Linked DNA regions of Mus musculus: region 1 is linked to region 2. The links are chromatin contacts, called in public promoter capture Hi-C maps. All regions are on one chromosome and are shown on one strand. The core of a region is the stretch at or near the end of the contact, and the rest is flanking DNA. Distances in the headings are between cores, read along the strand shown. Region 1 holds the start of Alg1 (asparagine-linked glycosylation 1 (beta-1,4-mannosyltransferase)). Region 2 holds the start of Coro7 (coronin 7).

Evidence for each region. Promoter capture Hi-C pulls out the DNA fragments that hold promoters and counts their contacts.
Region 1: a contact with region 2 is called in a promoter capture Hi-C map of the HPC-7 cell line. The contact joins the promoter of Alg1 here to the promoter of Coro7 in region 2. A contact is called at or near these places in 3 of 39 promoter capture datasets (the HPC-7 cell line, cranial neural crest and embryonic stem cells), 2 of 484 Hi-C or Micro-C datasets (CD4 T cells and CD8 T cells) and 2 of 115 datasets of contacts at active chromatin or transcription factors (memory CD8 T cells and pancreatic cancer cells).

Annotation. Positions count from the first base shown.
Region 1 is chr16:5,232,333-5,239,093 of GRCm38.p6, forward strand. Alg1 (asparagine-linked glycosylation 1 (beta-1,4-mannosyltransferase)) reads left to right here and starts at 1,289. Exons shown (of 13, transcript NM_145362.2): 1 at 1,289-1,525; 2 at 2,634-2,711; 3 at 2,831-2,934; 4 at 3,988-4,136; 5 at 6,313-6,402; 6 at 6,724-6,761. The coding sequence starts at 1,318.
Region 2 is chr16:4,677,481-4,683,974 of GRCm38.p6, forward strand. It overlaps Coro7 (coronin 7), which reads right to left and starts at 2,240. Exons shown (of 28, transcript NM_030205.4): 1 at 2,072-2,240. The coding sequence starts at 2,131.

The sequences.
Region 1 (6,761 bases), core at 39-2,538, 550 kb after region 2:
TGAGTCTCCTTTTTCTCCTTATAAGCTGAAAGCCAACAAGCTTTAGTGAGCTTTCTGTTTCTGCCCCTCACAGCTGAGATTATAGGTTTTGTGGTGACATCCAGCTTGTTACATGGGTGTCAGGATTTGAACTCCTGTCATGATTGCAAGTAAGAGCTCTTAACTGCTGAGTCATTTATCCAGCCCCTTATTTTTTTGAGTTCTTGTCATAAGCTGCCCAGGCAGGTCTTGAACTCTCTATGGAGTCGAGGATGACCTTGGCTTCTCCTCCACAGTGCCAGAATTACAGGCTATACTATGCCTGCTTCCTCTCTTTTGTATTTGAATTGTTGTATTCAATGTGCATGCATCTTAACAAATGAAGAGATAAACATTTTGCTTAATAAATTTTCTCACTGGAAGGCACCTCTGCTAAAGAGCCAGAGGCCCTATGGTCTCTTGCCTTCTACCAACAAAGATCGGTTTCCATGTGTAGCCATGATCTTGTTTATACATTCACTTCTCAGGGAATGGCCTCTTTCCTCAACAAAACTAGGAAATTCATCCAAATTGTTTTTATTTATTTAGTGTACAAGGGAGGTGCTGTGTGTGTCACAGCAGGAGCGTGGAAGTCAGAGGATGTAGAGAGTTGATTCTCTCCTTCCTGAGATGGTACCCTACTTTAGCATCAAACACCTTTACCTGAAGAAAACTCATCAGCCTCTCATCTAAAATTTAATCTCTCTTGTTAGATTATTAAAGGCAGCTACTGAGAGAGTAGATAAAAGAGGCTGGGTCTGATCATAGCCGAGACAAGTTCATGTACGGTGAGGGTACATTTTTGTGTAGATGGCTAAGATACTCACAGAAGATGAGATATGGCCTCCTATAGGGGTAGAAATGACTTCACAGTCCGTAAGGGAAGCTGAGAAGTGTACTCTAGCAGCAGGTAATCATTATCATCATTATTATAGTTTGAAATTTATCTTAGCGGTCTTTAAAAGAAGTTCTTAGACTCCAATAAAGGTACAGCTTTACTTTCACAGGGGAAAACACACTTCAGAGAACTTGGCATGGCTAAGTCCATTCTTGGGCTCCTTAAGTAACTCTTCAAAGGCCTCCTACCCTTTCCAGGCCCCGCCCCCCCGTTCAGAGCCCGCCCCCATCTTCCAAATTCTCTTTCCTTTTCTCCCAGACCTCGCCTTATCCAAGGCTCCGCCTCCTCCTTCGTAAAGAGGCGATTTCATAATCACCTCCCCCTGGGCAGGGTCTGGGGTGTGCGCTTGCGCATAGCGAGGCTTCCGGGCCCGGTCACGTGCTCGGCGCCGGCCGGCCAAGATGGCAGCGTCCTGCGTGGCGCTGCTGGTTCTGGCGCTGCTGTTGCTGGTGCTGCTGCTGGGCTTGTGGAAGCGTGGGCGGCAAACGGGCAGGGCCCGGCACATGGTCGTCGTGGTGCTGGGCGACGTGGGCCGCAGCCCCCGCATGCAGTACCACGCGCTGTCATTGGCCCAGAGCGGCTTTTCGGTGACGCTGCTGGGGTTCTACAGTGAGTGGCGGGGACCTGAGAGGGAGGCTCAATCAGGAGCCTTGACTCTCCCTGTTTTGGGACAGAGGCGGGAGCAGCTGTGCTCCTCTCCTGCCTGTTCTGGTCTGGACCGCTGTTTTCTGGTGTCTGGGAGCAGCGGGCGTCAGTCGCCGTTTACCATACGTGAGGACTACAAATAGATCGGTTGCAAAAGTGTCTGTCACTTGCTTTGTTTAGGTAGTGCACAGACAGGCTGCAACCCTGGTGTGTGAGACCTTAGTGCTGGTCACCACTTCCTCATGCTGCCTTTGTCACTGAGTTGGCAGGCTGAATGTTTCTTCACATCCCTTGTCCAGCCGCAGAGCTTTTCTTGCTGTGGATGGTTCTCTTGTCCCCTAAGGTGTAGGCAGAGGTGTCCACTCCCTCATCATGTCCACGTGGATGATTTTTCAGGGGTTCACTCTTACTATGCAGCCTCTAGCTGGTTTGGATCTCACTATGTAGGCCAGAGTGTCCTTGAACTCACAGAGATCCACTTGCTACTGCCTTTAGAGTGTTGGGATTAAAGGCATGCACTTTAGTAGCCCCTCAGGTATCCAACCTTTTGACACAGTCATATGAAATCTGCTAGCATGTTGGGGACATTCATAACTATCCTCGAACACGTGCTGGGCACCTCAAATTGGATCTGCGAACTTGGGGGTGGCCCAGCTCTATCTAAGGGAAAGTGGAAATAGCCCTTATTGGTCCCCGTGTGGAGTGCTATCCTAGGGCAGACTGCCATCCAGGAGTTCTACTCTTTATCAGTTAAATTGGGTCCCTATTGCATGCCAGTCATCAGGTTAAATTAAGTAGGTATGATGAATGCCCTTCGAGGGTATTCTATAGAAGAACACAAAGTGACCTCATTTTCTATTCTGGGTACTGGGGACCTGTGAGGTTTTGATAGGTGTTATTTTCCTTCCACCTTGTTTACTTGAGATGGGCATGCTTTGTAGCACATGCTGGCTTTGAACACTTTATCCTGCCTTATCCTTCCAAGTACTGGAATTACAGATGTGAAGGAACACACCCAGCTGACTGTAACTGGCTATTTCTGATACCTGAAAGGGCTCATTTGCATTTGCAGACTCCAAACCTCGAGATGAACTCTTGCAGAATGATAGGATTCGGATTGTGAAGTTGACAGATCTGCGGGGCCTGGGAGGTAGGACCAGTCAACTCCAGGTTCTTGACTAGGGGTAGGGATGGTTGCGTATTGGGAAGATGAAGGGACTCTCAGTGCCAAGAGCTCTTTTGTAGAGACAGATGTTTTCTGACTTGCAGCTGGGCCCCGAATTCTCCAGTATGGAGTCAAGGTTGTATTTCAGGCAGTGTACTTGCTGTGGAAGATGATGCGCATGGACCCTGCAGCCTACATCTTCCTCCAGGTATGTGCCAGCTGCTCTTTCCTTCTGTGAGAATCACCATTATCATAGCAGGTCTCTTGCTGGTCTTTTAAACATGCACACATCGGGTTGTGGGTGTGGCTCAGTGAGGTCTTGGATTTGATTTCCAGCCCACATACAAAATGAACAAATTATTAAATGTATTTAATACTTCTGTGTGCATAGCCTATAAAAACATGGGGAGGGCTGCTGCACTCGTGAACTTGCAGCTATACAAGACCGGGGCAAGGCTGCCAACACTGTAGCATGGGCGGGGGGAGGGGGGTGGATTCACAGGGGAGCCGTCCCTAGCTAAGGAGCTGTTGGCAGTTAATGGTTGTTGGGGGTGGAGGTTATTTTTCTTCTCCAGTGTATCCACTAATAAATGGCCCATTCTTCAATAAACAACCTCTCACTTAGGTTATTATAAGCAACTGTAGTTAAACTCAGTCACTAAAGAAAAAAAAAAGATGAGACCAGGAGGGAGCACTTGGAGGGGAAACCGGTACAGAGGGATGACTGACAGGTGAGGAGGGAGCTAAGGAAGAGAGTGGGGAGTGATCAGAATGCATCACACATACACAGTCATGAAACTGTCAGGTAATAAATACAGTAATAGGAAAAACAAACGAGTGTGCAGGCTGCCGGAGCAGTGGCTCAGTGCTCGGTTGCTGTTCTTGCAGAGGACCCAGGTTTCACTCCCACCATCTACAATAGGAGTTTACAGCTATCTGTAACCCAGGTTCCAGGGATCCAGCACCCTTGTCTGGTCCTCATGCTTGGGTGGCAAATTCTTTACCTACTGAGCCATCGTCTTAACTCAAGAGCTCTTGATCGATGATGATTTTGGGGTTTTCAGATTGGGCAGTTTGGTTTCTTTATAACTTCTTACTCCCTTTGTTGTTGTTAATGTTTTTATGGTGGAGGGGATCTTCTTTCTGCCCCCGGGCTGATGAGAGCCTTTTAGGTCATAGTTTCTTTGCTGTGTGGTCACTCCTCTAGGCTATATGGGCCATAGTCTATGCTTCCTCCACTGCCTGAGTCTCCTTTTCCTAGAACCCTCCAGGTCTGCCTGCTATTGCCGTCTGCTGGTTTGTGGGCTGCATTTGTGGGAGCAAATTGGTCATCGACTGGCACAACTATGGCTACTCCATCATGGGCTTGGTCCATGGCCCCCGCCACCCCATTGTGCTGCTGGCCAAATGGTGAGAGGATGTGAGTGGTTCCCCCTGAGTCCTCATTAGAGTGGGTGGGAGAGAAGGGCCTGGGTGAGCAGGTTGGATCTAGAGCAGGGTCCTCAGTTCCACTCTGATTCTGGCTGCCCATCTCATTGTGTGCTTCTTGCTCTGGGGTCCAGCTAGCTCTGTCCTTTCTCTGTCCCTGCTGGGATTGATTGTTGTTTGTGGGACCAGCAGACCAGGCAGCTCCTTCCTGTCACAGCACCAGCTTCGTGCCAGGCTCCAGGCCAGGTCCCGTTTTTCCCCACTCTGTCTCCATCACCCCCAATTATGGTGCATTGTAAAAGTTAGGTGAGTGGGCTGAGAGTGATGCTGCCTCTTGCTGCACAGGAAGTCATCAGGAATCAGCCCCTGGAGGCTGCACTCCAGAGCCAACTTGTAGCTGGAGGGAAGAAAAGGCTGCCGTACTCTGGTGGTAGCTAATGAGCTTTCTCACTCCGGTGCCCAGACTAGCTTCGAATTTATGTTGGTCCTCGTGCCTCAGCTTTGTACACTCTGGGATTACAGGCACGATAAACCACACCCAGTTTAGTAGTGTTAACTTTTTTTTTCTTGAGACAAGAGTTTCTCTGTGTAGCTCTGGCTATCCTGGAACTCACTCTGTAGATCAGGCTGGTCTCAAACTCAGAGATCTGCTTGCCTCTGCTGGGATTAAATGTGTTGGCCGCCACCAGTTAGCAATCCTACTTTTATGCATTTTTTTGTAATTAATTTTTCTAGTTCATTTTATTCTTAAAAATTACTTTAATTTCAAAAACAAAACAAAAACAACAACAAAAGACAGCTGTGTGGTGGTGGCACATGTGTTTAATCCCAGTACTTGGGAGGCAGAGGCAGGTAAATCTCTGAGTTTAAAGCCAGCCTGGCTACACAGAGAAACACTGTCTCAACAAACAAGCAAACAAAATTACTTTATTTTATATATGAATATTATTTTTATATGGCTGTTTTGCTTGCACGTTTGTCTGTGTACCATGTGTTTGTCTTGTGACTGCAGAGGACAGGAGAGGAGATCAAATCCCCTGGGATTGGATTTATAGATGGTTGTGAGCTGCTGTGTGGGTCTAGGGAATTAAACCCTGGCTCTGTGGGAGAGCAACCAGTGCTGAAGCAGCTCTCTGGTCCCTAAACTTGTTTTTGTTTTTAAAGATTTATTTATTAAACTAGTTACACTGTAGCTGTCTGCAGACACACCAGAAGAGGGCATCAGATCTCATTCTGGGTGTTTGTGAGCCACCATGTGGTTGCTGGGATTTGAACTCAGGACCTTCGGAAGAGCAGTCAGTGCTCTTACCCGCTGAGCCATCTCACCAGCCCCTTAAACTTGTTTTTTTGAGTCTCATTTATTGTAGGCTGGTTTTGATCTACCTTTCTAGTGCTGGGATTACATGTGTGCACTGTCAATATTTATTTTATGATGTGCTGGGGATGGAACCCAGGACTTTGATGTATTATGGGCAAGCTCTCTACCAATGGAGCTACATCCCTACTCATATGTATATGTGTATATATACATATATGTCCATAATACACACATATTTTGAGACTGTTTATTGTGACTGGCTTCATATCATATCATAGGATGACCGTGAATTCTGATCCTCCTGCCTTTTTCTCCTCCCTTTTTCAGTGTTTGGATAGACATGCACCACCATGTCCCATGTTTTAAGCACTAGAGGTAGAACCAGGGCCTTGAGCTTGCCAGGCAAGCTGTCTACCAGCTGAGCCACATTCCAGCCTGAAGCTTAGTCCTTGATTTGCTCTCTCTCTCCCTCCTTCTCTTGGGATGAAGCCTCGACATCACTAAACTCCCTTCATACCACAATGAGAGACAGCTGCAGCCCCGATTGTGCCGGGAGGCTGAGACTTGGTTAAGCAGCCCTTATTGGGTTTCTCCTCTTTATTGCATGAGTCTGGATTTGTGGGGATTGATTCCTTTTAAAGTAATTGTGTAGGCTGAACAGTGAGAGGAGAGGAAGGTTTGAGAGAGTAACTTACTCAGAGCTCATGGTGCATTCTGACAGGTTCAAGGGCCCTCGCTCTGCAGCCTTTCCACTGTCTAGGAGTATCAAGTCATATGGAGGCTGGGGTGGCATCTAGGCTCATCCTAGGGTTCCATGCTGATCCCCAAGATATTTTGTAGGTATGAGAAGTTCTTCGGGCGCCTGTCCCACCTGAACCTGTGTGTGACCAATGCTATGCGGGAGGACCTGGCAGAGAACTGGTGTGTCAGGTATGCAGGGCTTGGGATGCCCATTAATCCATGTGCTTTGAGAGCTTCAGCACAGTCCTGCAGCCCTGTACTGAAGTACTCAGGCCCTGGGAGATGGTTACTGGTTTTGAGAAGCCAAGGGGGAGGCAGTAGACTTTTTTCCTCTCCCAGCTATGTGGCCTATAGGACATTTTCTTGCTAAAATATCTGCACCATTCTAAGGAATTTTCATTTCTTGTCTCTTGGATTTTTCCCAAACTCTCTTGCTTTTTGGGATCCTGCTGTGCCCTCTTGCTTAGATTTTTTTTTTTTTTTTTTTTGCCCACTCCCATCTCATGTCAGGGCTGTGACGCTCTACGACAAGCCAGCATCTTTCTTTA
Region 2 (6,494 bases), core at 990-3,489:
TAGCAAATGTTCTTGAAATAATCTAACTAGCTCAGAGGGTGATTCTATTTAGCAAATCAGTTCCCTAATAAGGATGAGGAGGCGGCTGTCAGAGGAAATGCATGTGTCTCTGGGGGGAATATTTCAGTTCAAAGAGTGGGAAGGAGCTGGGCAGTGGTGGCGCAGGCCTTTAATCCCAGCACTCGGGAGGCAGAGGCAGGTGGATTTCTGAGTTTGAGGCCAGCCTAGTCTACAGAGTGAGTTCCAGGACAGCCAGGGCTACACAGAGAAACCCTGCCTCAAAAAGAAAAAAAAAAAAAAAAAAAAACAAGAGTATGAAAGTGGCAAGGAAGTGACCATCTAACAGAAGATGGGTGTGCTCCTGTGGCTACTCTGCTGAAGCCAGGGCCCACGGCCCCTTGTGAACATCACACTCAGTAGGGAGAAGATAAAGATCTGGCTTCCTCAGAGCATGCTCCGCCCTGGATGAGTGAAGGCAGTAATGGTGACACCCCGCATATGGGAAAGAAGAGCGCTCGCCCTGCAACTGAGATCAAGGACCCCATTCCCTCTGTTGGTGTCAAAGCACAGATCTGCAATCCTTCTTGCCTCAGTAACAAGCACTCCTGAGGCCCCCGGTTCTGTGGGCCTGTCTGATTAACTTACTAGAAGGAGGTCCATACAGAGAGAAGCCACAGAGCCCTGAAGGTCTCTCCAGATCCGTCCACTAATCATTACTGCACTCTTAGTAATAGTCTGCATCCAAATCTAAGCACTGTGTACTTCCTCTCAAGCTTTCAATGGCGCCATACTATACTCATAACAAAACTCAACTTCTTCCTCTGAAGGGCTGCCCTGTAACTCATCTGTCACCAGCTTTGCCTGGCTAATGGCCTCTGTCCACCCTGGGTTCACTTTCTTTTTTTCTTTTTTCTTTTTTTGGTTTTTCGAGTCAGGGATTCTCTGTGTAGCCCTGGCTGCCCTGGAACTCACTCTGTAGACCAGGCTGGCCTCGAACTCAGAAATCTGCCTGCCAAGTGCTAGGATTAAAGGCCTGCACCACCACCGCCCGGCCACTTTCTTTTTCTTTACTGGCTTTTTTTCTTCTCACCCTTCTGGCCTCTGTTGAAATCCACCCACCTGGGCACTGTCCTCCACAATACTATTACGTTCAACTCTACTTCACTTCTTTACATCACAGCCCACCACATACCCCCGGGTGTTCTGATTCTTCAGTGGATTTATATTGTGCTTGCTGACCAGAGGCTGTTAAGTTCCACAGAGAAGGGGAAATGTCACAATGTTCACTGTTTTAGAGAGCTGAGCAGCACACAATAGGTACAGAAAGGCTAACTGTCCAGAGAATGAAAATGGAGCACGGTTGTCCTAACTTGCTTTGGGACACTAGAGGTCCAAATAACACAGGGGGAGAAAGGCCAGTGCCTCACCGAGTGGAGTGTCCTTCTTGACACTCCATCTGGGATCCACCTGCTCTAGGCTTCTCCAGGCCCCAACAACCGCTAGTATCATCACCCCAGTAAAGGAAGAGCTTGCACCAGTAGACAAGGAAGAGTGGCAGAAACTCGAGGGAGGAAGCCTGCCTGGCCCCAGGGGCTCCCTCTCCAGATGATACCTTCCCTCTCACTGAGACCACAAGAAAGAGATGCATCTCTCCCACAGCCCGGCCGGCCCGGAGCAGGGGTGATCCTAGACTGCTGGAAGGGGGAGACCGGCGTCGACAGTTTCCCAGCCAGGTTCCCAGCAAGGCCGACCGGAAACAGAGGCCTGTTCGCGTCTGGGAGTGCTGCGAGGCCTCCTGGGGTAACAGGGGGAGGCGAACCGGCCAGGCCGACCTCCGGGATCACCCAACTACTAGGGCGCGTCATCAGACCTCCGGACTCTGTCCTCTGAGCAGTGAAGGGGCGGCCTGAACTCTAGGGTTCATCTAAAGGGAGAAGTTCCGGGTGGACAGATGGGGCGAGGTGGGGTGAGGGTCTTCACAACCCAGAGTGTGCACTGCACAGGCAGGCACTGGGAATGGCAGTCCTCCGGGACCAGAAGCCAGGGAGTGGGGTCCACTGGCCGGGCTCACCTCTCGGCGGGACGGCCGGGCCTCCATATGCCGAAACTTGGACACCTTGAAGCGACTCATGGCAGCTGGGACAGAGCAAGCTCAGGCTGGAGAACGAGGGTCGTCAGGTACTAGGTGAATGAAGAGAAGCCGCCCTGGACTCTTGCAGCCTGCCGCCTCAGCAGCCTGCAGCCTGGTGCCACGCCCTTATTGATGACAACCAATCGGAAGCTCCTGCGGCCTGCCTAGGCACGCCCCCACGTCACCCTTCTTCAGCGCGACGGCCTTCAGCCCCGCCTTCTTCAGAGGCCAGGACGACCTGAGAAGTCACGCCCTGATGCCTGGGGGACTACTGCACTGGTCGGAGGTCATGTGAGCCGCAGCTGTCCTACCGAAGGAACCACACTTCAATTGCTGCAGGATTAGACTTGCAATACTGGTCCCTGAGGTTTTACAATGACCTGAGAAATAGCAGGACAGAATTAACTAGACTAAAACTGGGAATAATCCCCGCGACCCATAAAAGATAAGAACCACTGAGACTCAATCTTTCTCTCTCTCAATCTCTCTCTCTCTCCCTCCCTCCCTCCCACCTCTTGTCTCCCCTTCCCTCCCTTTCTACCCCTTTGTTTTGAGTTTTATTTTTATTTTATTTTATTTTTGTTTATTTATTTATTTATTTATTTTGAGACAGGGTTTCTCTGTGTAGTCCTGGCTGTCCTAGAATTCACTCTGTAGACCAGGCTGGCCTCAAACTCAGAAATCCCCCTGCCTCTTCCTCCCAAGTCCTGGGACTAAAGATGTGCACCATCACTGCCCAGCCAAAAATACACATTTTATAATGCAATTTTTTTCATACTAGAGTGTATGATGATAATGACCAAGTGATATATAGCTTTATTCTCAATATCTGTGAGCATCAATTTTCCCTTAAAAATGATTTTAGCTGTGGATTGTAGCTCAGTTGGTAGAGTGTTTGCCAGGCATGTATGAAGCCCTGGGTGCCATCCCCAGCACAGTGACATAGTCCTATAGTCCCAGCATTCAGGAGGAAGATCAGAAGTTCAAGGTCAGCTTGGTTTACATAGTTCGGGACTATATAGTGAGAACCTGCCCAAAAAGAAAAAAAAGAAAAAGAAAAAAGAAAGAAAAGAAAAGAAAAGGGAGAAAGAAGGCAGGGTTGGGAAAATGGCTCAGTGGGTAATTATGCTTGCTCTTGGTTAGACTTGTTGGATCCCCTGGCCTTGTGAAGTGTCTTAAACTGCCACATGGGTGCTGGGAATCAGACTTGGGTCTTCTTCGAAAATAAGGAGAAACAAGTACTCTTGACTGCTGGGACATTTACTTTTGTTCACCTGTCTATCCCTGCCTACTCATCTGTGTGCACACAATGTTGGGGTCCAGGAATTGCCTCACAAATCACACAGACATTGATCTCGGTCAGACCAGGATGGTTTATTGATCATATGCTCCAGGATTGGTCGACCAGGGCCATGGTCAGGATTTCAGAACTGAGCCACTACCCTGAACTAAGATCCTACAGGGCTTTTAAGCCCAAGATCTACAAACATTTGTGCCAAGTTATTTCATCAATCGGGATTTAAAGACAGGAAGATTTCCTTAGGAACATGTCTTTGTTGTACACTTATCCTGCTCCCATTGGTTGGGGTAGTCAACTGTGGCAGGCAGGGGACTTGCCTTGTCTAATAATATTCATGTCCTAACTTGTCAACCAGGATGGGCTTTGTCTAACATTCATGTCTTTACTTGCTAACCAGGATGTCTTTTTCTGCCAAGTAGGATGTCAGTTCCTAAGGAGGTCTTGGGAACTTAAACTTTACTAGACTCCTACTCTAAATGGAAGTCTTACTCCAAATAGTTTCTTATATTGGTGCAGGTGCTCTCTTATGTTGGAGTCCATCTCAGGGGCAGCTTATACCATAAAAGCTCATACGCAGGTGCAGGAAGTGCTGCTGGGTGGTTGGTTCAGGTCCAAGCTTATTGTGGGTAACTATACAAAACAGTTCTACCGACTTCTATAGTGATTGATTTCCAGGGACACAGAACATAAGAGAATATGTAATCAGTCTTGGCATTAGAAAGTTTCCTAGTAACAGCAGAAACTTATGACAAAGTTTCCTTATGGTAGACTATCAAAGGTAGGTTCTCTGGAAGCACAGCAAGAGCTCTTACCTGCTGATCCTTCTCTCTAGCTCCAATAAAAATGATTCTTGCAGGGCTCAGTGGTGCCTATCTGTATTCTTAGAAATTTTCAAGAGTGAGTGGGAGGCTGGCTTGAGCCCACAAGTTTGAGACTAGCCTGGGCACTATAAGATTAATGACATTGCTATAGCGTGTACAACAGAGCCTGAGATTTGAGCAGTAGGAGCTCCAACTTTTTGTTGTTGCTGTTGTTTTTTGTTTTTTTGTTTTTGTTTTTCAGTTCATAGTCTTAGTCATTGTGCTGGAGATATTTGAATGCATTTGCTGCTGGATGCATTACAGAACTGTCCCCTCTCATTCCCTGCGCCTTGCCTTCCTCCTTGTTTCACTGAAATGCTCTTTGTTCCCATCACTGACACCCATGCACAAGCTCTCCAGCTGCCCTTGCACTTTACACTAGCTTCATAACTACTTTCTGCTTGATTGGTAGTTTTTGACCTTAAGAGTCTCAGAATCCACTGAGAATTTGGTTGGTGAAGGTTATGGATATCTATCCAGGGTAACATGCACACACATTTTGTGTACAAAACTGGGGGGTAGAAAGTGCCAGTGTGCTCTCTCTTGTGCACGTGTATGTGTGTGTGTGTGTGGTGTCAATGTAGACTGATCATCCTAAACCCATTCATAAGCCCTCAGATTCTCTTCCTTTTATTTGGGAGGGTGGTGAAAAATGTAACTTTCCTAACTAACCAGCCCCAGTCTAGCTTTCTGGCTTCATTTTCAGTTATGTATACTAAATTTAAGGTTTAAGCATATACTTCTACACATTTAGACACCAGCTTTTATAGCTTTTTTAAAAAATTTTTGTAATAAACTGATGACATGACTGTTCCATAGTATGCTAGACCTGGTAATTTGAGGAGAGAGAGAGGGAGAGGGAGAGGGAGAAAGAGAAAGAGAAAGAAAGAGAATCGAAGGGTTATAAGCTTGGGGAAGTGGGACCCATGAGCTGCAGAGTTTGAAGTTGGGGAAGAAGTGAGAAGAGCTAGGATGCTAGCATGAACTTTGAAATTTGAAACAGGTACTTTTGGTACAAGGGAGCCTGAAGGCCTGATGTGCTTTGGTATGCTAATAGTCACCACAGATAGCCACGTGTCCCTTCAGCCAGGGATAAAGAAAATGACTCCTTTTGATAATAGGAACCAGCTTCACAATTTTTTTTTTCAAAAACAGGATTTCTCCAGGTAGCCCCAACTATCCTGGAACTTGCTCTGTAGTCCAGGCTGGCCTCAATCTTAGAGATCTGCCTATCTCTACCTCCCATGTGTTGGGATTAAAGTTGTGAGAAACCATTGCCTGACTTGCTGGTTTTTATCTAACCACTAGAAATCCTGTACTCCAGGTTGAGTCTTATTTCTGGATATTTGTACTGCCTTTTGGAGTTTGGGGAGTTGGATTTTCCTTCGGGCCTAACTCGAAGATGGGGGTCTCATGTAGCCCAGACTATCTCGAATTTGCTCTATAGCTGAAAATGATCTTGAACTCCTGATCATCCTACCTCAATCTAGTCTGGCAGCTTTTGGTGTTTTCGTCACTTGGAATACTACATCTGTACTCGATTCACTTTTCATCAAAGTTCAGTTATGGACATTATGACTCAGAAAGTTTAACAGCCCACCCCCACCCCCCACTGCCAAGCCTTATGCGTGTAAGAAACTTATCATAAGAAACAGATCGAGTACACTGGTATGCTTGTAACTGTGCACCTTTGATAGCACTTACCGTTGTTACTTAATAAGAAGTCTGTCCCTGTAAGGCGAGTTTGCTCCCCTGGAGCGGGTTTCCTCTAACATTCTTTCTAGAACATGGATAACAAACAGCAGGCGCACAATACATAATAGGCATTTACAATGCTCATTGAATTTTCGCTACAGGTTTGGAGAAGGCTAACGTGTTTAAGACGGACCTGAGTGTTTCAAGTTCTGCTGGGAAGGAATCAGACGCGGAAAAACTGCAGCCAACAACCGGGGTGGAGCCTTTCTGAGAGAACATGTAATAAGATGTAATTTTCAGGGTCAAGGGAGGGCATCCACACGGGGTATACCGGAATCTGATACTGACGCCGCGTTGTCTGCTGGGGTTTGTAGTTCCTGCCAGGGCAAGGCTCGCTAGATTATGGTTGCTGCACTCAGCGACAACATTCACAAGTAAAGTGCAGCATTCGTTCCTACCTCACAAAATTCCAATACAGGGAAAAGTTACAAACTGACATCCTCATAGT